Linked DNA regions of Sus scrofa: region 2 is linked to region 1. Evidence: chromatin contacts called from public Hi-C data. All regions are on one chromosome and are shown on one strand. Each heading gives the region's core, a stretch centred on a gene start, on an enhancer-like site or on the middle of the called end of the contact. The rest is flanking DNA. Distances are from core to core; before and after follow the strand shown. Region 1 holds the start of LOC110261482 (histone H2A type 1-C). Region 2 holds the start of LOC100156937 (histone H2B type 1).

Region 1 (7,357 bases), core at 3,528-6,027:
GGCTCAGGGGTTAACAAATCTGACTAGGAACCATGAGGTTTTGGGTTCAATTCCTGGCCTCGCTCAGTGGGTAAAGGATCCAGTGTTGCTGTGTCTGTGGTGTAGGCCAGTGGCTACAGCTCCGATTTGACCCCTAGCCTGGGAACCTCCATATGCAGCAGGTGCAGCCCTAGAAAAGATAAAATAAATAAGTAAATAAATAAATAAACAGACCAAACAACCATTATTTGTGTACATATTTGGTTTTCTCTGTAGCTATCATACTCGGTAGAGTAAGAGCTGTTTGTGTTAACAACAGCCCTTAAAAAAGGCAGGCGATTGAGTTCCCTCACAGGCATAAGGAAACTGGGAGGCCATGCAAAACCTGACTGGTCCTCTGGGACGACATGTACAATTGACATTTCCCTTTAACGAATTTAATCAAAAACAAGCATATCTCTTTCCCTTTTCCTCAGGCATCTACGTATTTTCTAACCTGTTACTCTATGGTCATTCTTAACTGTGTACAAAATAAAAGACTTGCATAGATCTAATGATTGTTACTGGTAGGTATTTTGTACCCTTCAATTTAGAAAGTGTTCAGGTATGCAAAATTAGGCATTTATTTACTCATTATTCACCTAATTTCTTTAAGTTATCCATAGACTTTGAATTCGGTATTTAAACTGACACATTGAGCCCTTGTGATTTGTAACATTATAAAAATTAATTCCATTATATGAGTTCCCTGATGACTCATGGGTTAAGGATTTGGCATTGTCACTGCTGTGGCACTGGTTACTGCTGTGGCCTGGGTTCAGTTCCTGGCCCAAGAACTTCCACAAGTAAGGCCAAAAACAAATGAATAAAATTTTAAAATAAAATAAAAAAAGAATCCCAGAGTTCCGACTTGGCGCGGCAGAAACGAATCCGACCAGGAACCACGAGATTGTGGGTTTGATCCCTGGCCTTGCTCAGTGGGTTAAGGATCCGGCCTTGCTGTGAGCTGTGGTGTAGGTTGCAGATGCAGCTCAGATCCTGCGTTGCTGTGACTCTGGCGTAGGCTGGTGGCTACGGCTCCGATTGACCCCTAGCCTGGGAACCTCCATTTGCCGCGGGTGCAGCCCTAAAACAAACAAAAAAAACGAACAAACAAAATTCCTTTTTTAAAATTATGTTATTTACATTATCACCATCTTGTAATAATTTAGTACAATGTGTAATTTGTGTAATGTAAAATTTTAAGTAAAGTGGTTAACTGATCTAATCAGTATATTGAGTTGAAGAAATTAAGTAAATTTAAATTAGGTTTTTTGTTTAAGAGAAAATAACCCCTGTATTTGAGTAAACTAGAATATTTTACAAACATTATTTTTATAACTATATTATGACAGTAATAAAGAAAATGGAGTGTGGAGTTCCCATTGTGGTGCAGTGGAAACAAATCCGACTAGGAACCATGAGTTTTCGGGTTTGATCCCTGGCATCACTCAGTGGTTAAGGATCCGGCCTTGCAGTGAGCTGTGGTGTAGGTCGCAGACGGGGCTCTGATCTGGCATTGCTGTGGCTGTGGCGTAAGCCAGCAGCAACAGCTCTGATTAGACCCCTAGCCTGGGAACCTCCTTGTGCTGTGGGTGCAGCCCTAAAAAGACAAAAGACAAAAAAAAATAAAAGGAGTAGAGCCATTTTTTAAAGCAAAATTAAGTTATCAAATCATCCAAAAATTATCTTAATTAGAAATATGATTTTTTTTTTTTTTTTTTAGGGCCACAGCAGCATCTGGAAGTTCCGGACTAGGAGTAGAATCAGACCTACAGCCACTGGCCTAAGTCACAGCCACAGCAATGCCTGATCCCAGCGCATGTGCAACCCATACTTCAGCTCAAACAATGCTGGATCCTTTAACCCACTGAGCAAGGCCAGGGATAGAACCTGCATCCTCACAGATACTAGTCAGGTTGGTTTCCACTGAGCCACAAAGGGAACTCAAAAATGTGTGATTTTTTTTCCAACGAATGTATTAAATTTATTAATATTTAACCATGTATTAAAATGTTTAAGCTGTTAAAAAATGGAGTAGTCTTGTTTCTTATCTTGTAAGCTGTTACCTAAGACCACTATATAAATTCAATTAAACTTTCTTTTTTTGTCTTAGTTACAACTTAAAGAAGTAGCACATTTAAAGGATCAGGAGAAATATGATTTTGCTCTTATTTTAAATTGATGTGATTTTTCATCTTAGGTAAGCTATTTAAAATTCTAAGTTTACATGATAATATTTTAATTTCGCGCCGAGGTAGATCATTTGCTCAAAATTACTTGTATTCATAAAGCAGAAAATATTCTCAATCATCATATAAGTTGGAGGGGCTTATTGTGAAACTGGAACAGCATTTAAAGGTATTTAATTTAAAAACAAAGCCAGAGATTTAAGTGATGATCAGTTAAAGAAACAAAAGGGATTAAGACCAGAGATCCCTCAGGGAACATCATTACTGCAAATATGAGTAAATTCTCTGATACCTTTTTAAGTTTGGTAGGAAATTCTAATTTTCAGTGCCATAACTTCACGAATAACTCATTAGGGTTTATAAACTATTAAATGTTTATTTATAAAGGTATTAGTAGCCCTCTTTTTTTTTTCCTTGTTCAATAGTTCTATTTATAATGACACGTTTCTTCTTTCTGACCCAAAGATCCTGAAGGGACAGTAGTTTTTTGGAATTATTGAAGCATAAACTTTAAATGCTTCAGCCAATTGCATGCTGGAGTTTCCATTTCCTTGTTTTCTTTCTTGTCTCCAGTTAAGTCTAACATTTAAAAAGTTTTGGCAGTTACTTTAATTTCTTATTATCTTTGGAGCAGGACTGTTATTTTTACAGATACTGACAATTATTTGGATTCATATAGAGTAATCCCCAAAACAGAGTTTTGAAAGGAGGAAATAAACTTTGATTTTTAGTTAAAAGAACCCATAGTACATAGACACAAAAAGCCAAACAGAGTAGATTCCCTCAAAGGCCAGAAAGAAAAACACCAAATTCCTGACCCTGTGTTCTCAAATGCCAGAGCATATCAGAATTCTTAGACAAATACAAACAACCCAAAAAATTAGCAAGAAACCAAATTCCAAATACCCTGTCCGCTAACATCAACTAATCACTTAATGATCTGACCTAAAACCATTAATGTGTATCCAATCAACTGAGTACAGTCTAAGAACCAACATAAGAAACAAACTTAGGCAAAAAATAAATTTTAGTATGCAAGAGTCAAGGGAAGATGAACAGAAAACTCAGTAGCCAGGGCTGGCCAAGTTCCTGAACTTCTTTTGATTACTGTGGTAGGAGTCAGGTAAACAATGTCTTGGTGGAATCGTCAAAAAATAAATGGTAAAGGAATTAATGATTAGCCAGCCTGCTCTCGTACTGAAGAGAAATCAAGCAACAGAACTACTTCATCTAATAGAGACAAACCAGAATTTATTTATAAGGAAAAAAGGGAAGAGAAGAAAACAAACCAATCAACTTGCAGTCGTTCTGGGAATAGTGAATCTGTTTGGACATTTATGGTGTAAACAGATTGGCAGTGAGGAGACATTTGTCTGACTTGGGACAATTAAGTCCTTGGGCAGGCTCACTAGGGGCAGAGAAAAAAAATCTGTTTTAGTTGTTTAAGGACTTGGGGAATCTTAAAATTTGGCTGATCTCCTGTGACAAGCATCTGTCATTGTCCTATATATTTGCACTTCTGCCTTAATTGGGCCAGGGCTGCCCCTCATTTCTCAGGTAACTTCCAGGTTAGACAGCCAATGATGGTGAAGTCCTGCTCAAATTGTCTGTCTAGCACCAGACAGGCCTCAGTATTTTTCCAAGATGTCAAAAGAAAACAGCACATTTAAGATCACCGGGTCTTTATGTTAAGCAATCTAAATGATACGCTATCTTACCCCAAATCCTACCAAAAAAACACCAAAACAAATGAAAAAGCCTTGTTCTCTTTGTAGCCAATTTTACCTCCTGTATTGTCCCACTTTTTTACAAAAAAAGCAAATTTTACTCCTAGGTTCAGAAAATGTGTTCTAGACGAATAAAATAAAATGGAAAATGTGTTTCACTCACCTCAAAATCTTCCCTTAGAGCAAAAATGACCAAGTGCTTAAGGGAATGCGGAATTTCTCAGGAACCATCTCCCCCCGCCCAGGACTGCCAGGTAAGGAAGTTTCTCTATTAGACACTTTGTATTGCCAAGTTCCATCCACAGCGCCCCTGCTCTCTTCCCGCCTAGTTTCCCGAACTTACAGGAAGCTTTTGTCAAATTGCAAGCGTCCCTAAAGCATTCAATTCTGACTGTACTGGTTACACAAGGCACCAGAAACCTAAGCAGGTTTTTCATGTTCCAATCACCCCAGACCAACTGCAGCACACTGATCACTGCAACCCACAAAATAGAGTGGACTTTACACTTGGGGGCTAAGCCCTAAGGCAGAAAACAGTGATTAACACTTTGGCATGACCGTGTCAACAACACAGCAGCGGTTTTAATTGTGTAACACCTTACACCCAATTACAAAGTTACAAATAACTCTACCACTCACGCAATCACACAAAACCAAGTGTTAGAGATTGCAGCTCTCTTTGTGGACATGTGGGTGGCTCTGAAAAGAGCCTTTGGGGTAAGTGTAAAGATGCTTACTTGGCAATTTATTTCGAGCTGGTGTACTTGGTGACAGCCTTGGTGCCCTCGGACACGGCGTGCTTGGCCAGCTCCCCAGGCAGCAGCAGCGCACGGCCGTCTGGATCTCCCGGGACGTGATGGTCGAGCGCTTGTTGTAATGCGCCAGCCGCGAGGCCTCGCCGGCGATGCGCTCGAAAATGTCGTTGACAAAGGAGTTCATGATGCCCATGGCTTTGGACGAGATGCCGGTGTCCGGGTGGACCTGCTTCAGCACCTTGTACACGTACACGGAGTAGCTCTCCTTGCGGCTGCGCTTTCGCTTCTTACCGTCTTTTTCTGGGCCTTGGTAACCGCCTTCTTGGAGCCCTTCTTCGGAGCGGGAGCGGACTTCGCTGGCTCAGGCATTTTGAACCTGAAAAAAAACCAAGATCAAAATGAAAGCAGGAAGCGGATTTCTGGTACTTATAGGGCCTTTATGCTAATGAGGGATGCAGAGCGTGTCTTAGTTAATTGGAAGAAAAACAGCAAGGCTGTCATCTATGGGCAGAACTATGCAAATGAGGGATGGAAATAAAGCTTTTCTATTGGCTACTTGACTGTGTCTGGTTAATAGCCAATCAGGCAACAGAATTTACTCCCCAGGAAATGCCTATAAAAGCGGCTGTGTCTTACCTAGTTGTAGACTTGGTCTTCCATAACGACTGGTCTTGTCTTGTTTATTTTCTTTTTATTTTTTTCCTATGTCGGGACGTGGCAAACAAGGAGGAAAGGCTCGGGCCAAGGCCAAGTCTCGTTCCTCGCGCGCCGGACTCCAGTTCCCGGTGGGCCGAGTGCACCGCCTGCTTCGCAAAGGCAACTACGCCGAGCGGGTGGGCGCTGGCGCTCCGGTATATCTGGCGGCGGTGTTGGAGTATCTGACAGCTGAGATCCTGGAGTTGGCTGGCAACGCGGCTCGCGACAACAAGAAGACCCGCATTATCCCGCGCCACCTGCAGCTGGCCATCCGCAACGACGAAGAGCTCAATAAGCTACTGGGCCGCGTGACCATCGCTCAGGGCGGCGTCCTGCCCAACATCCAGGCCGTGCTGCTGCCCAAGAAGACCGAGAGCCACCACAAGGCCAAGGGCAAGTGATTAATTAGACCAGTACCAGGGTTTCCGGAAGTGCTTTCAAACCCAAAGGCTCTTTTCAGAGCCCCCCACTATTTCAAAAAAAAGAGCTAGTGACATTATAGATGAAAGGGGAAAGAAAAAGGCGAGGCAAAGGTAAGTTAATTTTTACCGGAGCTGGGATAATAAAAACTTTAGGTTTTTAGAAAAAGTTTGAGATGTAAATAGAAGTGTGCCTTTGCAGGAAATCTAATGATAAGCCAAGTTGCTACGTATTTAAGATAGTCGAGTGATGTGGTTTTGATCAGTAACTTGTGTGGCTTACCTGCAGAGGTATTTGGTGGTTCCTATAAACTTGACTAGCAAACTGGTTCGTGAGGGCAAAGGCCAAGTAAAATGACCAGGCTCTCTGGCGCCTCATCCTAAACTGCAAGCAATTAGACTTCTAATCCTGCAAGGAAGTTAAACTCACACTCAGTATTCGCGCTAACCTTCAAATACCATCTGGAACCAGAGCATTAAAAGGGCATCTGAATATTGCCTGGAGTTAAGGTGGTAGAACAGACTGAATCTAGATTGGAATTGTGCTTTCTCCATTTACAAATTGAGATTTGGGGCCAATTTCTAACCTGGTAACAGTCTTATATGTAAATTGGGGGTAGAGTGATGGTGTTTTTACTGATTTTTTTTTTTTTTTTTCCTGACAAACCACCTAATGTCCCTAGCCTAGATCAGTGCCTGACAGTCAGCAAACTAAAATTGACTTTATATAACGTGCTCAAGCCCCTAGGTTCTGGATGCAGCGGAAAAGGGATTAGAATAGGGTGACAGGCCTCCCCAAAACAGTTAACTACTAGGGATCTGGTAAATTAGCCAACCCAAACCAAAAGCGTCAATCTGGGTCTGTGCAAAAATCCTTAGGATCCTATTTTCCAGGGTTCAGTATCCAAGTGTTTCTTCTGGATGATGGTACTTGGATGGGGAATGATTAAGGAGGCTAAGTCAGCCAAAGAGTGGGACCTGGACCACCTAGGTAGACACACTCATTCGAATACTCCTGGAGCTTCAATGAAGCATTTTGCATGGAGTCATTCTTTGGAGCATTCAAATTCCAGTGTGCAAGGAGAGATAATCTAAACAAGCTGATTCCCCAGGATGTGCCTTCCTCTTTCTAATGTTAGCACAGATATCCCATAGTCTTGAGGTAGCTCCATCCTTCTTTTCAACTCCTGTGTTACCCCTCCATCACCACCAAACCCCCGCCCCCCTCCCCTCACCCCCTGAAACTACCTGTCAAAGAACTGACTAGAGTGAGTGTAGGGTGAAGGCAACATGGTAGAAGAAGTGATTACCTTAATGTTCATATGTTACAATTTCCAGAGGTTTTAACTGATAGCTGGACCAAAAATCACGGCATTTCAGGTAGGAGCCCTCAGGACCAGGTTTCTGCCCAGCATTTCTTGTATGTTGGAGATCTTGGATCCTTACATTGGAATTGCTTTATATAAGCCTTGGGATAGTTTTCATTGACTTGCCAGGTTGGCTGTGAACCCAGCTCCACACTCAACTAGGTGTGTGACCTCAGCTTTAGG
Region 2 (7,357 bases), core at 2,955-5,454, 74 kb after region 1:
TAGCTACAATACCACCACTCTCCTGCCCTATATAAACATATATAATGGTCATGAAAATTCCCACTTTTCTCCTAATTATAAAGCTGCTTAGGGATACAAACTGCCAATGTGTCATCCCATATGCAATAAATGCTAAGAATGTATTTAGGAAGTAGTATTAGCATTTCAACCCCGGTAGGAAAGAAAGTAATAATATTCTATAATCTTTTATAGCAAGTTTCCCATTCCTAGCATGACACATAAATACACACAAAACAGTATACACACAAAATATATAAACATTCAAAGAAACAATACACATAGGAGTTCCCCGGTGGCTTAGTGTGTTAAGGATCCAGTCTTGTCACTACCATGGCTCAAATCTCTACTGTATCACTGATTTGATCCCTAGCCCGGGAATTTCCACTTGCCAAGAATCATGGAACACACAAAAAGAACACACAATAAGCAACAAAAAAAATATTAAAGCATGAAAACTGAACATACCACATAGCTGTATATCAAATTTATATTATTATAGTCAATTTTGCTTTCTCTACTCCCAGATGTAAATATCTAAACCAGATCTGTATGTGCTTTAGGGAACTATACAAACTCACTGAAATTACATTCAATACTGTGTCCATAAATTCGTCCTTCTCCCAGAACAGAAACTATATATCACTCTGTCAAATTCTAAATATACCATTATTTGGAATTCCTGCCGTGGCACAGTAGTTCAATGGTCCGACCTGTACCTGTGGAGGCATCGGTTGGATCCCCGGCCCAGCATTGCCATAGCTGGGTGGAGGCCCAGGAACTTCATACGCCAAAAAAGAAGACAAAGAAAATAAAAATACTGTCACGGAAACAGGCAGAATAATGCCTCACCAATTATGTCTACCTTCTAATCTTTTGAGTCCATGAATGTGTTAAGATACATAAATCAGAATAAGGACTACAGATGGCATTAAATTTTCTAATCACTTGATTTTAAGATTGGATTATCCTGGATTATCCAAGTAAACTCACTATAATTACAAGGGCACTTAACAATGGAAGAGGGAATCAGAGTACAGAAGCAGGGAGATGGCAGTGTGAGAGGATTTGGCCGGACATTGCTGACTGAAATTAAGGCGAGGGGCCATAAGCCAAGAAAAAAGGATGACTTCTCAGGGACAGGAAAGGCAAGGAAACAGTTTCACCCTAAAAGGTCCCAGAAAGAAATGCGGCACTCTGACACCTTAATTTTTTTTTTTTTTTTTTTTTTTTTTTTTCTGAACCCTCAGCACATGGAAGTTCCCAGGTTAGGAGTTGGTTGGAGATACAGCTGCCAGCTTACACCACAGCCACAACAATGGGGAATCCAAGCCACTTCTGGTAGCTACACCACAGCTCACAGCAATGCCGGATCCTTAACCCACTGCTCAGGGCCAGGGATCAAACCCTAGTCCTCATGGATACTAGTCGGGTTCATTACCACTGAGCCACAGTGGGAACTCCTGATACCTTGACTTTAGCTTAATAAGATTCTTATCTGAATGTATTGTTTAAAGTCACTATACTGTGCTAGTTTGTTGGACCACCGATAAGAAATTACTGCACCAACACAAATTTAAGAAATATTAATTTATTCAATGAAGTTGTTTAAGATTATAACCACATATGTTTAGATTTAAATGTTTATGTAGGGAGTTCCTGCTGCAGCACACGGAAACGAATCCGACTAGGAACCAAGAGGTTGCAGGTTCAATCCCTGGCCTCACTCAGTGGGTTAAAGATCCTGTGTCGCCGTTAGCTGTGGTGTAGGTCGCAGACGCAGCTCAGATCCGGCATTGCTATTGCTGTGGTGTAGGCTGGTAGCTGTAGCTCCTATTAGACCCCTGGGAACCTCCATATGCCTCAGGTGCAGCCCTAAAAAGAAAAAAAAAAAAAAAAAGTTTAAATATAAAAATTGCTGTAAGTAAATCATTCCAAGATATTGCAAGCTCACATAATTTTGAAATTGTTCTAATTTTAACAGCAGCAATTTAGCTTTTTTTTTTTTTGCTATTGTCTGAAGTGTCTGTTTTCAATACCAGAAGGTCTAATTTCATGAAGCAGCACTTTTTTCAGTCATTATGGTATTATTACTACTTCTAATTATAATACTACTACAAAATCTTGTCTTCTTCATATGTATAGGAAAAATTTTACTTCGTAATGTCCATTAATAACTTCATGAATTGTAAGTCCCCTAAAATATTTATTGTAGCTATTGCATTTGTTTACACAAAAATGTTAATAGGGAGTTCCTGTCGTGGCACAGTGGTTAACGAATCTCACTAGGAACCATGAGGTTGCGAGTTTGATCTCTGGCCTTGCTCAGTGGGTTAAGGATCCGGCATTGTCATGAGTTGTGGTGTAGGTCGCAGACGTGGCTCAGATCTGTCGTTGCTGTGGCTCTGGAGTAGGCCAGTGGCTACAACTCCGATTGGACCCCTAGCCTGGGAACCTCCACATGCCACAGGAGTGGCTCTAGAAAAGGAAAAAGAAGGAAAAAAAATGTTAATATACCTGGTTTTAATAACAGTCTCATTTTATAAGTAAGGAACAGAGGCTGTGAAGAACCAAATTATTTACCTGGCAGAACTCACATTTCAGCCAATGTGCTCTGAAGCAATTCTTTCAAAGATGTCTAGATAGAATTTAAAACTACTGCACAATTACGGATTTCTCACACTTTAGGAGGTGCTTTCACATGACTTAACTCTCCCAGGACTAGGCCACCTCCCTTTCCTTTGTGAGTGGGGCCAAGTATCGAACCTGCAATCTTCATGGATACTAGTCAGGTTCTTTACCCTTGAGCCACAAGGTAACACCATTGGTGCATTTCTTATTCACCTTTCATGGCATGTCCTTCGTCATCCAAAAAGAAAGGCTTAATTAGGCAGGAGATAAAGCTCTGTATTCCAAAGGCCCGTGGGCTGCACTCAATTTCATTTCTCCTGTCTCCTTAAATAAATTCCTTACTTACTTGGGAGAATTGGTGATAAACCTTTCTGAGATTGCGTTCCTTGAGAGTAAACAAAATATCTTATAATGATCAACATGCCTGCTACTTTTAGGAAGTAAGCAAAAGCTTTAAATGACGAAAGGCTTCACATCATGCATGTTAATCAATGTGCAGCCAGGAAAACAGAAAACCATTGGCCATTTTTACAAAGATTAAGTTACACAGCTCTTGGAATAGAGAGCAAAACCCAAGTAGAAGTGTTCCAAAAACTGAAGAAAACAGGAACCAAATGTAGTATTCAAGGGACACACAAAAAAAGGCAGTTAAATAGAATCACTAAGTTTAAAGGGAAGGCCTGAAAGAGGTAAAGCTCAGAATTCTGAGGACAGAGCGAAGACAGGGAGGGTAGAATCCGGGGCGGGGGGGGGGGGAGGGGGGGCAGAAGCTAGGAGCTGAAAACAATTGCTGCTACCAAGCACTAGACCACCGCTGAAATAAGGAAAGTTCTCTCTAATCCCACCCATTTGGCCTGTCCAGTTTTCCTGAGAAAGTCCTTTACACACTGACCTCTTTAGAATACGAAAAGGTCTGGAAAACAGTGAAGACAGAAAAACACACCTTTTTTAAACTGAGAACAAGGAGCTCTTTATCTGGAATTACCTGAACAGAAAGCACAGAAAATTCAGGGACAAATTATGCCCAGACAGGAAACGATCACAGCTCTTTAAATGAAAATGTAAGTGGCTCTGAAAAGAGCCTTTGGGTTTGACGGTGCCTTTAAGCACATCTACTTGGAGCTGGTGTACTTGGTGACAGCCTTGGTGCCCTCGGACACGGCGTGCTTGGCCAACTCCCCGGGCAGCAGCAGCCGCACGGCCGTCTGGATCTCCCGGGACGTGATGGTCGAGCGCTTGTTGTAATGCGCCAGCCGCGAGGCCTCACCCGCGATGCGCTCGAAGATGTCGTTGACAAAGGAGTTCATGATGCCCATGGCTTTGGACGAGATGCCAGTGTCCGGGTGGACCTGCTTCAGCACCTTGTACACGTACACGGAGTAGCTCTCCTTGCGGCTGCGCTTGCGCTTCTTGCCATCTTTCTTCTGCGCCTTGGTCACGGCTTTCTTGGAGCCCTTTTTGGGGGCTGGAGCAGATTTCGCTGGTTCAGGCATTTTAACAGAACTGCAGAACCACACTAAACAGAGATTCTTAAATGTCTGCTTGCGTTTAGAGCGTCTCTTTTTATAGGCGGTCTATGCAAATTAGGTATTATAGAATATCCAGTTCTGATTTGATAATATATTGGTGACGAGATTATGTAAATTTACTTGCATCACATCGCCTTTCTTATTGGTTGGCTAGTAACAAGATGACTTTAACCAATCCTACCTCTCAATTTACAATTCCATCCAGCACTATAAGTGTCCTCTTGTTGGTCTTTACAGGTCATTTTTTTTCTGATTTTCCTGTGGCTTTTCTTTCTCTGCAAATATCCAGAATGTCTGGACGAGGCAAGCAAGGCGGAAAAGCTCGCGCTAAAGCTAAGACTCGCTCTTCTAGGGCTGGTCTCCAGTTTCCAGTGGGCCGAGTGCATCGCCTGCTCCGAAAAGGCAACTATTCCGAGCGGGTTGGCGCTGGTGCTCCGGTGTATTTAGCGGCGGTGCTGGAGTATCTGACCGCTGAGATCCTGGAGCTGGCGGGCAACGCGGCACGAGACAACAAGAAGACCCGCATCATCCCGCGCCACTTGCAGTTGGCCATCCGCAACGACGAAGAGCTCAACAAGCTGTTGGGTCGTGTAACCATCGCTCAGGGCGGCGTCCTGCCCAACATCCAGGCGGTGCTGCTGCCCAAGAAGACCGAGAGCCACCACAAGGCCAAGGGCAAGTGATTTGACAGGGACCTGAGCTTCCGGAAGTGCTTTCAAACCCAAAGGCTCTTTTCAGAGCCCCCTACCATTTCAAAAAAAGAGCTAGTAACATGTGTTAAAAGAAAAAAAAAAAAAAAAACAGTTTTTACTGGAACTAGGGTAGTAAAAATCTAGGCCTTTAGCAAAAGCTCCAAGGAGTAATTGGAGATCTGCATCATTTTGCAAAAAGTGTTAAATAGGTTAATGTCTAACGGGATACGCAATAATTGGCTACACATTTAAGACAGTCCAGTAATCTGGCTTTGGTCAGTAAATCCTGAGCGTGGCTTACCTACAGAAGTATTTGGTGGTCTATATATTTGCCTGGCAAACTACTTGGTTCATAAAGGCAAGCATATCAAACGAAATGGCCAGACCTCGGGCGGCTCGTCCTAAACTGCCTTTTCTAACCCTGTAGCTTTTTCCTAACCCTGCAAGGAAGTTAGGCTCTCTGTTCCTGATAACTTTCTCAAACTACCATGTGAAACAACCAGAGCATTGAAAGGGCATCAGAAACTGCCTGGAGTTAACATGCTGGCTCATAACAGAGAGTGTGGATTGGATTCGTGGATTTTCCATTGACAAACTGAGATTTGGGGCCAGTTTCTAACCTGGTACAGTTTTGTCCTATGTAAATTGGATGCTTTATTTTTTTTTATTTTATTTATCTATTTATTTATTTTGACAACAAAACCACCTAATGCCTCTAGGATCAGTGTAGTGACTGACATTTAGCAGTTCTTCAGTCCCCATTCTGGAAATTAAAGGCCCTTTTCAGAGCCACACAGTTTTTATAGAAAGCTCTGGAACACTTGCTGTGCAGTTTCCATGAAGTTTTCTCTGTACTAGCCAGTTAAAGTTAAAAATGGAAAGCTGCTCCCATCCTTGCCACAAAGAGGTGAATTTAGCCATGACTCACATTTTATACACCAGGAAGTCTTAAAAAATTAATAAAGTTAGGTTTTTGCTCTCCCTTTTTACTGAAACAAAAGATGCACCTCAAGAATCCTTAATTCTGTGTCAGGACATAAACCAGAGTTTGTAGGCTATATGGATGACATAAAGTATATGTAAGTGGCAAAGGATCAAGACCATAATGCCTCATGTTGAGAGGTTTCTCGTGTATGTGCATGACGTATATACATTATTATATATACATGTATTCTCAAACTTTCTGTCAAAAAGTCTAGAATAAATCAAACGTGAGAACAAAGGAGGAATAGCTAACCAATGACAGGGCAGGGAAGGCATTTTAAATTTTGCAGATGGCAGTATTAGTGAGAATTGTTTAGTTTAGGTTATTTCTCTTCAGCAAAAATGCAATGAAAGAAGTACACTAAAATCAATACTACATGAAACCTTGTTAGGGACTCAATTTACAGTGGACCATAAACTTGAAATATGATTATATTATATATTAAATCTATAATGGAAATCTAATCATATTTCTCCAAAAAGCATTGTGAGAACCAATTAGATCACAACAAGGGACCTGGGAACAAGACTGATCTGCTTCTGTAAATAAGGTCAGAAACAGCACCAGCACAAAATACCCTCCAGCCAATTTTCCTTGACATTACCTTCATGGCTTGCACTAAGCAGACCACTCACAAGATACCCAGCAGCAAGACCTACCTGGTGGGGCTCAGCTCTTCAAGGACACCAACCTGTGCACCATCCACGCCAAGTGTGTCACCATCATGTCCAAGGACATCCAGCTTGCCCACCACATTTGTGGGGAAAGGGCATAACCCAAGACTTTGGCTTACTCGGAACTGAAAAAGCCTTTTCAGAGCCATCTGCTTTGTTAATAAGAATTCTTGCAATGCTTTCCCTTACTTTACCTCCCTGGGCAGTTAGTCAATAAGCAATAATAACAAGATAAAGCTTTCTCTATCCTTCTCTTTTTCTGCCTTAAGGCAGGATATAAACTCTGTTCTGGAGACTGCCTCATATTTGTCAGACCAGAGAGGCACTAGAGAAATCTGCTAAAAAACCTTACTGTTTCTTCCGATATATTTATTTCCTCTTCAAACCCTAAAACTAATTTCCTCATCCTATCATTTCTCTACAAACCTACTGCTCTTTCTTCAAAATACTTTATAAACTGGGGTTCTAAACACTCTTTGAATTGCTTTTTCATGGGTGTCCTTCCCATGCACATATGAAATATACATGTTAATAAACCTGTTTATTGTTCATTTGCTGATCAGTGTTTTGTTACAGGGGCTGGAGCTGAAAACCAAGATGTATAGAGAGTCCCCCCACCCCCCAACCCCAGAAAAAAAAGATTGAATTAAAATCAAAAGAACAAATTTAGATGGAAAAGGTTTATTAATTGCCGTATGGCTGAATTAAATTATAAAATTTAGGTTATGTTTTCTATTGGATAGAGATAACATTCATCTCTAATGGACAAAAGTCACTGAAATTATCAAAATATCCTATGAGTTAACACCAAGATTCATGAATACTTCA

The links. A called contact is a pair of places that touch in the nucleus more often than the background predicts.
Region 2: a contact with region 1 is called in a Hi-C map of skeletal muscle, with 8 times the contacts expected there. The contact joins the promoter of LOC100156937 here to the promoter of LOC110261482 in region 1. A contact is called at or near these places in 4 of 5 promoter capture datasets (fetal skeletal muscle, liver and skeletal muscle), 6 of 47 Hi-C or Micro-C datasets (alveolar macrophages, embryonic fibroblasts, epiblast stem cells and 2 more) and 2 of 2 datasets of contacts at active chromatin or transcription factors (alveolar macrophages and skeletal muscle).

What each region holds. Positions count from the first base shown.
Region 1 is chr7:20,784,373-20,791,729 of Sscrofa11.1, forward strand. LOC110261482 (histone H2A type 1-C) reads left to right here and starts at 4,778. Exons shown (of 2, transcript XM_021098432.1): 1 at 4,778-5,921. The coding sequence starts at 5,397. The coding sequence ends at 5,789. It also overlaps the pseudogene LOC110261485.
Region 2 is chr7:20,859,191-20,866,547 of Sscrofa11.1, forward strand. It overlaps LOC100156937 (histone H2B type 1), which reads right to left and starts at 4,205. Exons shown (of 1, transcript XM_001927717.6): 1 at 3,594-4,205. The coding sequence starts at 4,142. The coding sequence ends at 3,762. It overlaps LOC100155734 (histone H2A type 1), which reads left to right and starts at 4,404. Exons shown (of 1, transcript XM_021098431.1): 1 at 4,404-4,925. The coding sequence starts at 4,469. The coding sequence ends at 4,861.